Linked DNA regions of Mus musculus: all the other regions are linked to region 1. Evidence: chromatin contacts called from public Hi-C data. All regions are on one chromosome and are shown on one strand. The core of a region is the stretch at or near the end of the contact, and the rest is flanking DNA. Distances in the headings are between cores, read along the strand shown.

What was found. Hi-C and Micro-C count contacts between places; a contact is called where the count stands out from the background.
Region 2: a Hi-C map of uterus shows a contact between it and region 1, with 7 times the contacts expected there. The contact joins two enhancer-like sites. A contact is called at or near these places in 4 of 484 Hi-C or Micro-C datasets (all in uterus) and 4 of 115 datasets of contacts at active chromatin or transcription factors (craniofacial prominence, differentiating embryonic stem cells, embryonic stem cells and 1 more).
Region 3: a Hi-C map of uterus shows a contact between it and region 1, with 2.4 times the contacts expected there. The contact joins two enhancer-like sites. A contact is called at or near these places in 9 of 484 Hi-C or Micro-C datasets (the N1E-115 cell line, cerebral cortex, embryonic fibroblasts and 3 more) and 4 of 115 datasets of contacts at active chromatin or transcription factors (cardiomyocytes, extraembryonic endoderm stem cells, stem cell-derived neural progenitor cells and 1 more).

Annotation. Positions count from the first base shown.
Region 1 is chr6:93,065,586-93,068,655 of GRCm38.p6, forward strand. All of the region lies in intron 1 of 9530026P05Rik (RIKEN cDNA 9530026P05 gene), which reads left to right. Among named protein-coding and RNA genes, the nearest start is that of Adamts9, 120 kb to the left of the region's middle. Within about 2 kb of position 1,341, at least 74 of the 459 cell types and tissues checked have an H3K27ac peak or open chromatin away from gene starts, as enhancers often do. A contact at or near this core is called in the N1E-115 cell line and uterus, where this site is marked.
Region 2 is chr6:93,393,776-93,397,002 of GRCm38.p6, forward strand. No RefSeq gene overlaps it. Among named protein-coding and RNA genes, the nearest start is that of Gm25094, 60 kb to the left of the region's middle. Within about 2 kb of position 1,621, at least 26 of the 459 cell types and tissues checked have an H3K27ac peak or open chromatin away from gene starts, as enhancers often do. A contact at or near this core is called in uterus, where this site is marked.
Region 3 is chr6:93,444,016-93,447,396 of GRCm38.p6, forward strand. No RefSeq gene overlaps it. Among named protein-coding and RNA genes, the nearest start is that of Gm22312, 64 kb to the right of the region's middle. Within about 2 kb of position 1,601, at least 43 of the 459 cell types and tissues checked have an H3K27ac peak or open chromatin away from gene starts, as enhancers often do. A contact at or near this core is called in the N1E-115 cell line and uterus, where this site is marked.

The DNA.
Region 1 (3,070 bases), core at 91-2,590:
TGCAGGGTCAGAATCCCCCGCTGTATCCTGTAAAATCGCTGAACTCTTGGGAAAGTACTAAGAGACTGGAAGAAGCATTCAGCATCTCTCTTGAGATGAGTAAATTACATGGAAGGCTATGGGTATTTTATGATCTGTTATAGATGGAGAATTCAAGGTGCAGTTTGCCTTTTTTTTTTCTCTTTACTTAAAGCAAGAAAAGCTTAGCAGTGAAACTCATTTTCCATGACTCCCAAATGGTTTCACAATAAATCTGTGAACTTAATCAGCTTCTTCTGTTGAGGAAACCTCCTCTAATTGTGTTCTTGTGTGAAATAGACACGATGACAAAAAATACTCCAACTCTCAAAGAAAGTGTGGATCACTGTAATCTGGGGAATAACAGTCTCAGTGTCCAGTGAAGAGGAGCCAAGATCGTGCTGTCTCTGGTAGTATTTCTTTTCTAGATAATTGTCAGGCTCTTCTTTCTTGGTCAACAGTATGACAACGAATATCCTGAATTAAGTGTCTCTGGGACATAATGGTGTAGTAACTAGGAGCACTGCCAACTAGATTTCTAGAAATTCCCACAAGACTCCTGCAGAGCCACAAGGCACTATAACAGCAAATGAACACAGAGATGAAACACAGAACCTGAACGCCTTGCTTTCATCTCTTTTCCTGGTCTCTAGAAGCCAATGCCTGTCTTTCTTTCCCTTTCCTCCATGCCAAGTATGGCGGGTGCAGAGGGGACATGCCCGGAATGTTAGCACAGCTGATTACTGTCAGCTAGCAAAGCAATCTGGTGGAAAGAAGACAACAAGGACTCCGTGCGCTTGCTTCTTCCTGTTCCTCGGTTCTTGGGCAGTGACCTTCAGAGCTGCCGGGGTTTGTGGGAGCCGGTGGGTGTGGTCTGAGAGGGAGAGTCTACAATTGGAAGCTGACCTTTCGGAGTCTAGATTTTTTTCCGTCCTGGAAAATAAGAACTAAGCATAGAAATTGAATTAGAAGTGGAAGGATTTCCCAAGGCTCTCATTTGTCCCAGCTGCATCCACAGAGCCCACTTTTGCCTTGCTCCTCTCATTCCCAGCTAGGATTCCTGCCTGTCCCTCCTTACTCCGGGCTGGGTGCTGAGGTCAGCAGAAGCACCTTTGAGACAAACACACAAACTAAGCTGTCGTCAGCAGACCCAGCCTCAAAATTGGAGGAGGAATTGTGAAAACATCGTTTCCCTGCAAATCGGACACCCTCCTCACTCCCACAACAAAAGAACTAGTGTTTCTAAATGCTCTTGCCGCAGGCCCTCACCCGCCTGTGAATAGGGGCACGGAGGGGACAGAAACACCATAAAATCCTAGGTTCTCTCCACTCAGCCTCAAGCTGTGGTTTCCTATTTCCTCCCACTGGACAGCTTCAGTATTAATTGCTCCCAAAACCAACAGTAAAATTTCACTACCGCTCCTAGCAGGCAAAAAAACCCTCAGGTCTTCTGGGAAATTCGGAGCAGGGCTTGGTGACCCTGGCATCTCCCTCCTGTATACACACTAGCAGTGGGGGGTTCCAGACAGGTCTTTGGTTTGGGGCACAGGCTCTCAGCAAAGAGTAGTCCAAAGCTGCACATGAGAATTCACTAGAAATGCAAATTTTCAGCTCAACAGAAGCCCCAGGACTTGGCTGCCTCCTTAGTTTGTTGAAGGAAAAAAAAAAACCTGTAAGTGATTTCAGTTCACTTAAATCATTAGGATTAGCGATCGAGGCTAGGCATTTATTTTGTCAGAATACTGCAGACTTTTATTGTTGTCTGTGTGGTCTTTGGCGTACTTCCTTTAGTTTCTGTCTGGCAGGCTCTTAGTCTTTAAGTCCTTCTGAAAATACCCTCTATAAGTAAGTCTCCATCACCCTCCCAACCTAAGGAATAGAATGTCCTCTTATGTGTGTTATGACATTTGGAGCATCTTACTAATATATTTTGTTAAAACTATATCAAGTTCCTCGGTTCTGTTCCAGGTTCAGAAATAAGAACATGCTTACATCAGCAAATGCTTTGTGTAGACTATTGTGGGACTGTCGTTTTGTTTCTGGTGATGCCAAAATAAGATTTTTAAATTGATTAAAGAAATCAAAATTTAAGATCATATCCCAGGCTTCAGACCTCACCTCTGACATGTGCTGGCCTTAGGTAGTGATTTGACCACTTTAATTGTCAAGTATAATGAGGACATGGGTGCTTCTTGTGTTTACCCCAGTGTGACTGGATGGCTGAAGGAGTAGTCCAGCTAGCACGGTAGCTGACCTGTGAAAGTTGGTTGCTACTGGTAATGTTATTCTTTTCGTCTTCATCCTCACTAGAATGTTGTTAGCAGTGTTCACTGTGCCTGGAATAGAGAACACAGGCAAAAGCATCTGTGAAAAAAATCTTTGGAAAGATCAAGGTCGTGGCCTTATCTCTTATAGTTCCTGAAATGGAGGCAGATTTGAGGAAGTAGGCACTCACTGTAGGCAAATTTGACTTTTCATAATGTGCTTCGTGAAACAGACTGAAAGGTGTTGATGACTTCCAAATTTCCTTTCTCAACTGTTCAGGACCCATCACTGCCTCCGGGACATCATGTAAATTTGTCATATAAAATGGCCATTAGAGCAAGGATCAAAGCTTTGACAGTGAGTCAGAGTCACCTTCTTGTTGAAGTCATGAAGACTAAGGTGAAGCACAGGGGTGGTAGAAAGCATATTTCAGTAGCAGACCCAATAATTTTTTTTTAAAAAAATAACCCTTAAGTAGCTTAAGATAAAAAAACAGACAAACCTGAAATAGGTTTTCTGATTAAAAAATATCTCATTTTGTAGGAAGCCACCCTCACATTCGCCGTTGCAAGATGGCGCTGACATCCTGTGTTCTAAGTGGTAAACAAATAATCTGCGCATGTGCCAAGGGTAGTTTTCCACTACATGTGCTCTGCCTTCCCCGTGACGACAACTCGGCCGATGGGCTGCAGCCAATCAGGGAGTAATACGTCCTAGGCGGAGAATAATTCTCCTTAAAAAGGGACGGGGTTTCGCCATTCACGCTCTTGCTTTTGCTCTCTTGAGC
Region 2 (3,227 bases), core at 371-2,870, 330 kb after region 1:
TTGGCCAAACACCAGGACCAGGGAGTCTAAAGGGAAAATAAAATGCTGAGAGGTGCAGGGTGCTGTCAACTTTCTGCTTAAATGGTTTTACGGGACTCGGGATTAAGGTCAAAACTCTTAGGACAAATTTCCTAGTCCCTTACCAAAAGATGGCTCCCTAGCTCCCTTGCTCCTGAAGTCCATGTTCTTGCCGACTTGACTATCCCACCAATCTAGCAGTCTTGTCACTGTAGGTCTTGTGGTTAGGCCCAAACTATGTGTGTTGTTTTGTAAAAAAGATAAGGAGAGAGGGAATGTGTTTGGTGGATGTGCAGTCAGGTGTGGGGGGAGGGGTGCCTCTGCAGGCCCATGCTAAGGCATCCCTTCCTCCTGAGGGACCAGCCACAGTAGAATAGAGTTTATTCAGACCATGGGAGCAAAGTTGAGGAGTAGAGGCAGAGAAAGGCGGAGAGAGAAAGAGAGTAGAGGAGTAGAGGCCGGCCATGAGCACGTGGAGTGAGGGGGGGGCAGGGGAATGGGAAGAGAGGGGGAGGAGGATAAGGGAGAAAGAGCAGAAGAGCAAGAGAGAGAGGAGGGGGCGAGCAGCCCCTTTTATAGTGAGTCAGGCACACCTGTCTGTTGCCAGGTAACTGTGGGGCGGAGCCTAGACTAAATGCCAACAATGTGGATTTGCTCACCACCATTCTAACTCTATCCTCCAAGTAATATGGTCAGTGTCCTTGCCTTCAAGAAACTCACCCCAAGCAATGCAGCTAGGGAGTCTGCTCCCTCCATTATGAGCCCATGGAAGCCCCAGCTCTTCCATGAGAACATACCTCACAATTACAGTTACATTGCAATTTCACAATCATTCTTTACTACTGCTTCTCCTTGGCTTTGAGTACTGTATTTCAAGTTCTGAGCATCTGGCACACACAAACTCAGTATTTTTTAGCCAAATGCATAAATAAGATGAAGAAGAGCTAGGAGTTACGTAAGCTACCTTTATGACTTTGTGTGTAAGGGTCTCTTCTACCAAGCTAGCTCTTGCTGCTAAGTTGGTGTGCTCCCCCTCAGACCCCCTCACTCTTCATTATATGATCTCCAAGTGGAAAATTCATGTCATATGAAAATTTCTCAAAGTCAAGTGACTTAGAGAAGAACAAGAGAACGTTGGAGAGACAGGAGATGAGAGCAAAAGAAGGAAGCAGTAGAAAAGAAAGGGAAAGAGGGGTTAGCCATTTGGGAGAAAAGGAAAAGAGATGCAGAAGAGGCATGGTTTCCGAGGACTTGAAAGTACTCTGGTTTCCATGATTTTTCGGGCATTCTCAAGTCAGAATGATGAAACCCAAGAGAAAAGTCCCTGATTAAAACCTTCCTTTGGAAGAAGGAAAAGCTTATGTAATTTTTCTGGAGTGAATATCAAAAACCGTGGCATGCTAACAGCACGTTATAAATAGTACTGATTATAAATTGTTTTTACAAAGATGAACAGAGCACAAGAATTCTTGCTGGCAATTCTCAAACTAGTAATAATTTTGATTTCAAACTAATTATCTGGGGGGTGGAGGGGATAGAGTGCTCCAGAGGACATTTAAAATCGTTAGAAACCAGTGTACTACCACTGCTCTAACAACCCCTGTGATGTCACTTGCTTTGAACAATATGAAGACCAGCTGTAAGCAATAGAGAATGAAGGCTAATGACTAACCGTTCGCATGCAAACCCCCAGCCTGTTGAGGAGGACTTCTTGGGCAGCACCAGATTGTTAAGCTAAATTATTAGCTTATTTTAATTGCAAGTGTGAAAAGACGGCATTATGCAGGGTGGCACTCAGCCAAGGGCTTCGAAGCTGAGAGAACTTCAACTCAGGGAACTGCACAGTGCCAAAGCTTTGAAGTACACTTTGCAGATAAGGTGACGGTGAATCCTCTGTAGTTTCAGGAGCTACATTCAAAACCTACTTAGCTATATTCAGAAAGCGTCCACATTGGGAACATTTGAATTATGCTTGGGCTCTTTTTTTTAATATGTCAGTTATTGAAGATAATATATTTTTTTCAATATCCCTTTCTGACAGAAGATGAGTATCATTAATGTTTCAACCTCCTGACTTGTGTTGTTGTTTCCTGGGTTCTATCCGCACTACATCGACAATCTTAAAATGTGGGCTCTCTCCTTAGCAAATGCTTCATTCACTCTAGAGAGAGGAAGTCCGACCAGTCTGCCTTGACAGAATCTCTAGGCCAAGCCCAGTAAGTTTTCTGACCTAATTAAGATATTTTGCCAAAACAGGCAAAAGCCAGACTCTGTGAAACAGCAGAAGATTTCAATGAACTGGAGTCAGGCAGGATTCTGAACGTGAGCACATTGAACCCTGGCTCACAAAGAACAATTCCGCAAAGAGGAGCTGGTTCATAAATCAACCCAGAGTCTCCGTTCCTCGGCCTCGGCCTCATGTGCAGTCTGGCACCTAATCCCCTTGCTTTCCTTCTAAGATACACTGCATATCAGCACATTTCTAAGATTCAAACTCCTACAGTGGTTTCTGCCCTTGATTTCTTTAACGCCATCTTACAGGCCCTTCTGTAACACACTCAATAGTCACGGCTTGCTCTGTCTGGTCCAGGGTTTAGAATAGGAATACAAGAGGATGAAGATGACAGCGGACAGGCCTCACCTCCTCCACTCCTGCAGCTCAGAAGCGAAAAGAGAACAATACTTAATTGTCTAGTAAACAAGTGAACAATGAAAAATAATAAACAACATAAACCAGGAACGAATTACAGCTGCTAGCCACTCACAACCTATCTGTGGAGACTCCTCCAGGGGAAGGCAGGAGGACCACTGCCCACTCCTATCCTGGACTGCAGCCAGCTCTATGCTAACACGTTAGCAAAGTGCATTTTACAATTATTAATCTTAGTCCTCCTACCTTCGGTGAAATAAATGAATCTAAATGTTTTCTAGAAAAATGAGAGATGGTAAATGATTCTCTCAATTTTCTTTCAATGAAAATTTCCTGAATCCAAAAGGGTAGAAGCCAAATGGCAGCCAACACTCTGCCTTTCGTAAGAGAAATAATAGTGTAACCATGACAGGCTCTCTACTCTCCTTCCTACCTTCCCATTGAGCCAAGGGAAGCCACTGTTACCCTATCAAGAATCTGAGATGCCTGTGGTTGCTTCCACCTGGGCGCTTAACCGCCCTTTCTCTTTTCTGGCCTTGCCTTTCACTCTGACATAGAT
Region 3 (3,381 bases), core at 351-2,850, 380 kb after region 1:
AGCTGGCTTGTGATTTATAAAACAGACTCCAAAGCAACCTTTGCCTTGCTGGACACTGAGAATTAGGCTTTCTGTACCTTATAGCATTCTGAGGGAGTCTTAACCTGATACTTAGCTGATACAGAATACTGTGTCTGTGTAAGGCAGAATAGTCCTCAGCCTGCCACAGAGCCAGGTCCTTGGCATGCCAGGAAATAGATGCTTTTTGTTCAGGAACAAATCACTGCCCAGACCTCTCCGCAGAAGCAAATGTCATCCTGTCATTATTTTCTCCCTGACCTGTGCTCGGGGCACAAATGCATTTCCCAGCAGTATCAAGCACTGTTCTCTGGAAGCTCCATCCTGCAGCCTCCCTATCCGTGATAGGGATGGGGGAGGGGACTCCCGGCACTGCCATGGAGTATGTGCCCTCTTTTGTGTGCCTAATTGTCCATGTAAAAAGCACGAAGGTAATTACTGGGGCAAAATCCACACAGGAATGTCAGTGGGTGTATTATCTCGTAGTCCAAAGAAATAGTGGGGAGTGGAAATAGCTTTTGAGCACGTACAATTCGTCAGTTCTCAGGTGTCAAATTAAATCCAAATAAGAGCCGTGGAGAATGCAGGCTTCTATTCCCATGTTATGAAGCCAATTGCCCAGTGCCTCCCCTGGCACATTAGTTAGTTTTTCATTACAGTATTCAAAATAAGTCACATAAAAAAATTAAGGGAAGAAGAATTCACTTTGACTCACAGTGTCACAGGGATCAAAGGACAATCCTTTGGACCTCCACACGTAGGAGCATATCATGGTCATGTGAACATGTGGTAGAAGTGTTTCTTTGCCTCATTTTGGATGGGAAACAGAAAGAGGGAGACAGGAAAGGGGCAGGGACAAGATACCCCAAGAACCTGCCCCAGTGATGATATACTACCTCCAACTGGGCCTGTATTCTAAAGATTCCAGAACTCCCCCCCCCCCCCATAGCTCCACCAACTGGGAACTAAATGTTCAACAACTAAGCTCTTGTGAAACTAAGCATTTCATCCCCAGATATTACAGTCATATAGCTACTACTGAGCTGAAATCCAGGTCCAGATTTGCTTATTTTTCAAGCCTGAGTTTCTTTCCTTGCTCTTGGAATACCCACATACCACTTGATGTTCCCGAGAACACATGCACGATTTCCTAGTTTTTACACCGATGAAGTTTCCAACATGATGGGTAGGGCTTTCCCTATAAGTGTGTCATAAGTAAGTTTTCTTTAAGAAGAACCTGAAATTTTAAAGCATCTTGCTTACTTGAAAAGACAGATCACAGGCCACATTACAAACAAAATAGCTCCCCCTAGAGTTTCCACTCGGTGAACATTCAGACTTCAGGAAGTCAGGGTTGGAAGAAAAGCCCCTGGTCAGATGTTTTGCAAGGTGTGCGTTGCCTCTTATTGGAGAATGATTGTCATTCCATCTGCTAAGAGAGGTTTTGCTACTACTGTTCAGGACATCCCTTCCACACTTAGCAAACTTTCTTTAGTGTCCACAACAATTATGGGGGGTCAGGGGTTGAGTGTTGAGGAGATCGCCGTGCTGAGTCTAGTGCGGGCGTTGGATTTGACCTACTCTAGACGTGCTTTCTGGCGGCAGAATTCCCTTCAGGCTTCCAGCGCGTATCTGGCAAACGAAACCACTGTCAGCCATCCAAGCGCTGAGATTCCTTGGTGACATCACTAGGCCCTGCGCCCATAGCCTCCCCTCGCAAAGCTGTGCGTCAGCATCACCTCAGGGACACTGGGCCAACGTGTGCTCCCATGGGTCTACAGCAAGGGAACACAGTTCATGATGCAAAGGCTGACGGGAACTTCTTGTAGTGATGAATGGTCAGTGGGCCTGGGACATCAAGAATGTAAACAACCTAATGGCCTTTGCTTTCATTATCCCTTCCAACAGCAAGCTCTCTGCGCTGCTCTCTGATTTGATTCCTCTCCAAAAGCATTTTCTAAGGGATCTGGGGAGATGGAAAACTTTTCATACCGCCCATGCAAAAACGACTCTTTAGTGGATAAAAGAAATGACATGGGTAATAATCAGACCTTCACTTTTATTGATGGTGTTGATGAAGGGATGAGATGATGTGGCAAATTTTAAAGCATACAAAAGCTGTGAGATCATGAGGGCATTTTCATATAATGTACTTTGAGCATATTCCCTCTCAAACTCCCTTTTCACCCTTCCACCTCTTTAGTCCTCTTCCCCTGTAGATACTTTATCATCTACTTTCATGTTGTATATGTACACATATGTGATTATATATATATGTATATGTGTATACATATATATATATATATATACATATATATATGCATATACACATACACAAATAATCTAGGAATCATAAACGTGAGGCAGCATGTGATGCTCCCATATCTAAGGCTGGCTTATGTCATTTAACAGTTATTTACAATTGTGTCTATATTCCTCCCCAAAATATAACTTCATTCTTCTTTATGGCTCACCATAAAGATCCTTTGCACATCTATATATCACAGTTCCTTCCTTACTCCTCTGCTGATGAATGCCTGTGTTGTCTCTATAACTAAGCATTGTGAACAGAGCTGCAGTAAATGCTATGTGTCCATCTGTGATAGGTTAATTCTTCATTGTTCAAGTAAGTACCCAGGAGTAGTATAGCTAGGTCAGACTCTGGGTATAGTTTTTGTTTTTCTGCAAGGAGCAATATTGAGTTCTATAGTGGTTGGATGAATTTATATTCACCCCAGTAGGGTACAAGTGTTCATTTCTGTCAGCATCCTCACCAGCATTTGTTATTACTAGTTTTCCTAGTCACTGCCATTCTGATTAGGGTGAGAAATTTCTCACTATAGTGTTTCTTGGTATTTCTCTGATGGTTAGTGAAATTGAACATTTTTTTTCTATATCCTTTGATCGTTGTGCTTCATCTTCTACCACCTGTCTACTTCTTTGGCTCATCTGTTGAGCTGTTGGTCACTGGTTGCTGGTTGCTGGTTGGTTGCTGGTTGCTGGTTTCTAGTTGGCTGCTGGTTGCTGGTTTCTGGTTGGCTGCTGGTTGCTGGTTGGCTGCTGGTTGGCTGCTGGTTGCTGGTTGCTGGTTGCTGGTTGCTGGTTGCTGGTTGCTGGTTGCTGGTTGCTGGTTGCTGGCTGCTGGCTGCTGGTAGCTGGTTGGAAATATCCTGACAATGAAAATCAAAACTGTCCCCAAGAACTTGATGCCCCTAATTAGCAGGAAATTATCTAATGATATTGATACCTCTTTCCCCCTCTAGCCTTTTTTTCCTACATAGTGTTGGGAGGGTTGGAAGGAATAAGGATGGGGAAGGGTGGTAGAAATAGGAACCCGTAAAATAGGCAAAAGTCCAGTTACAT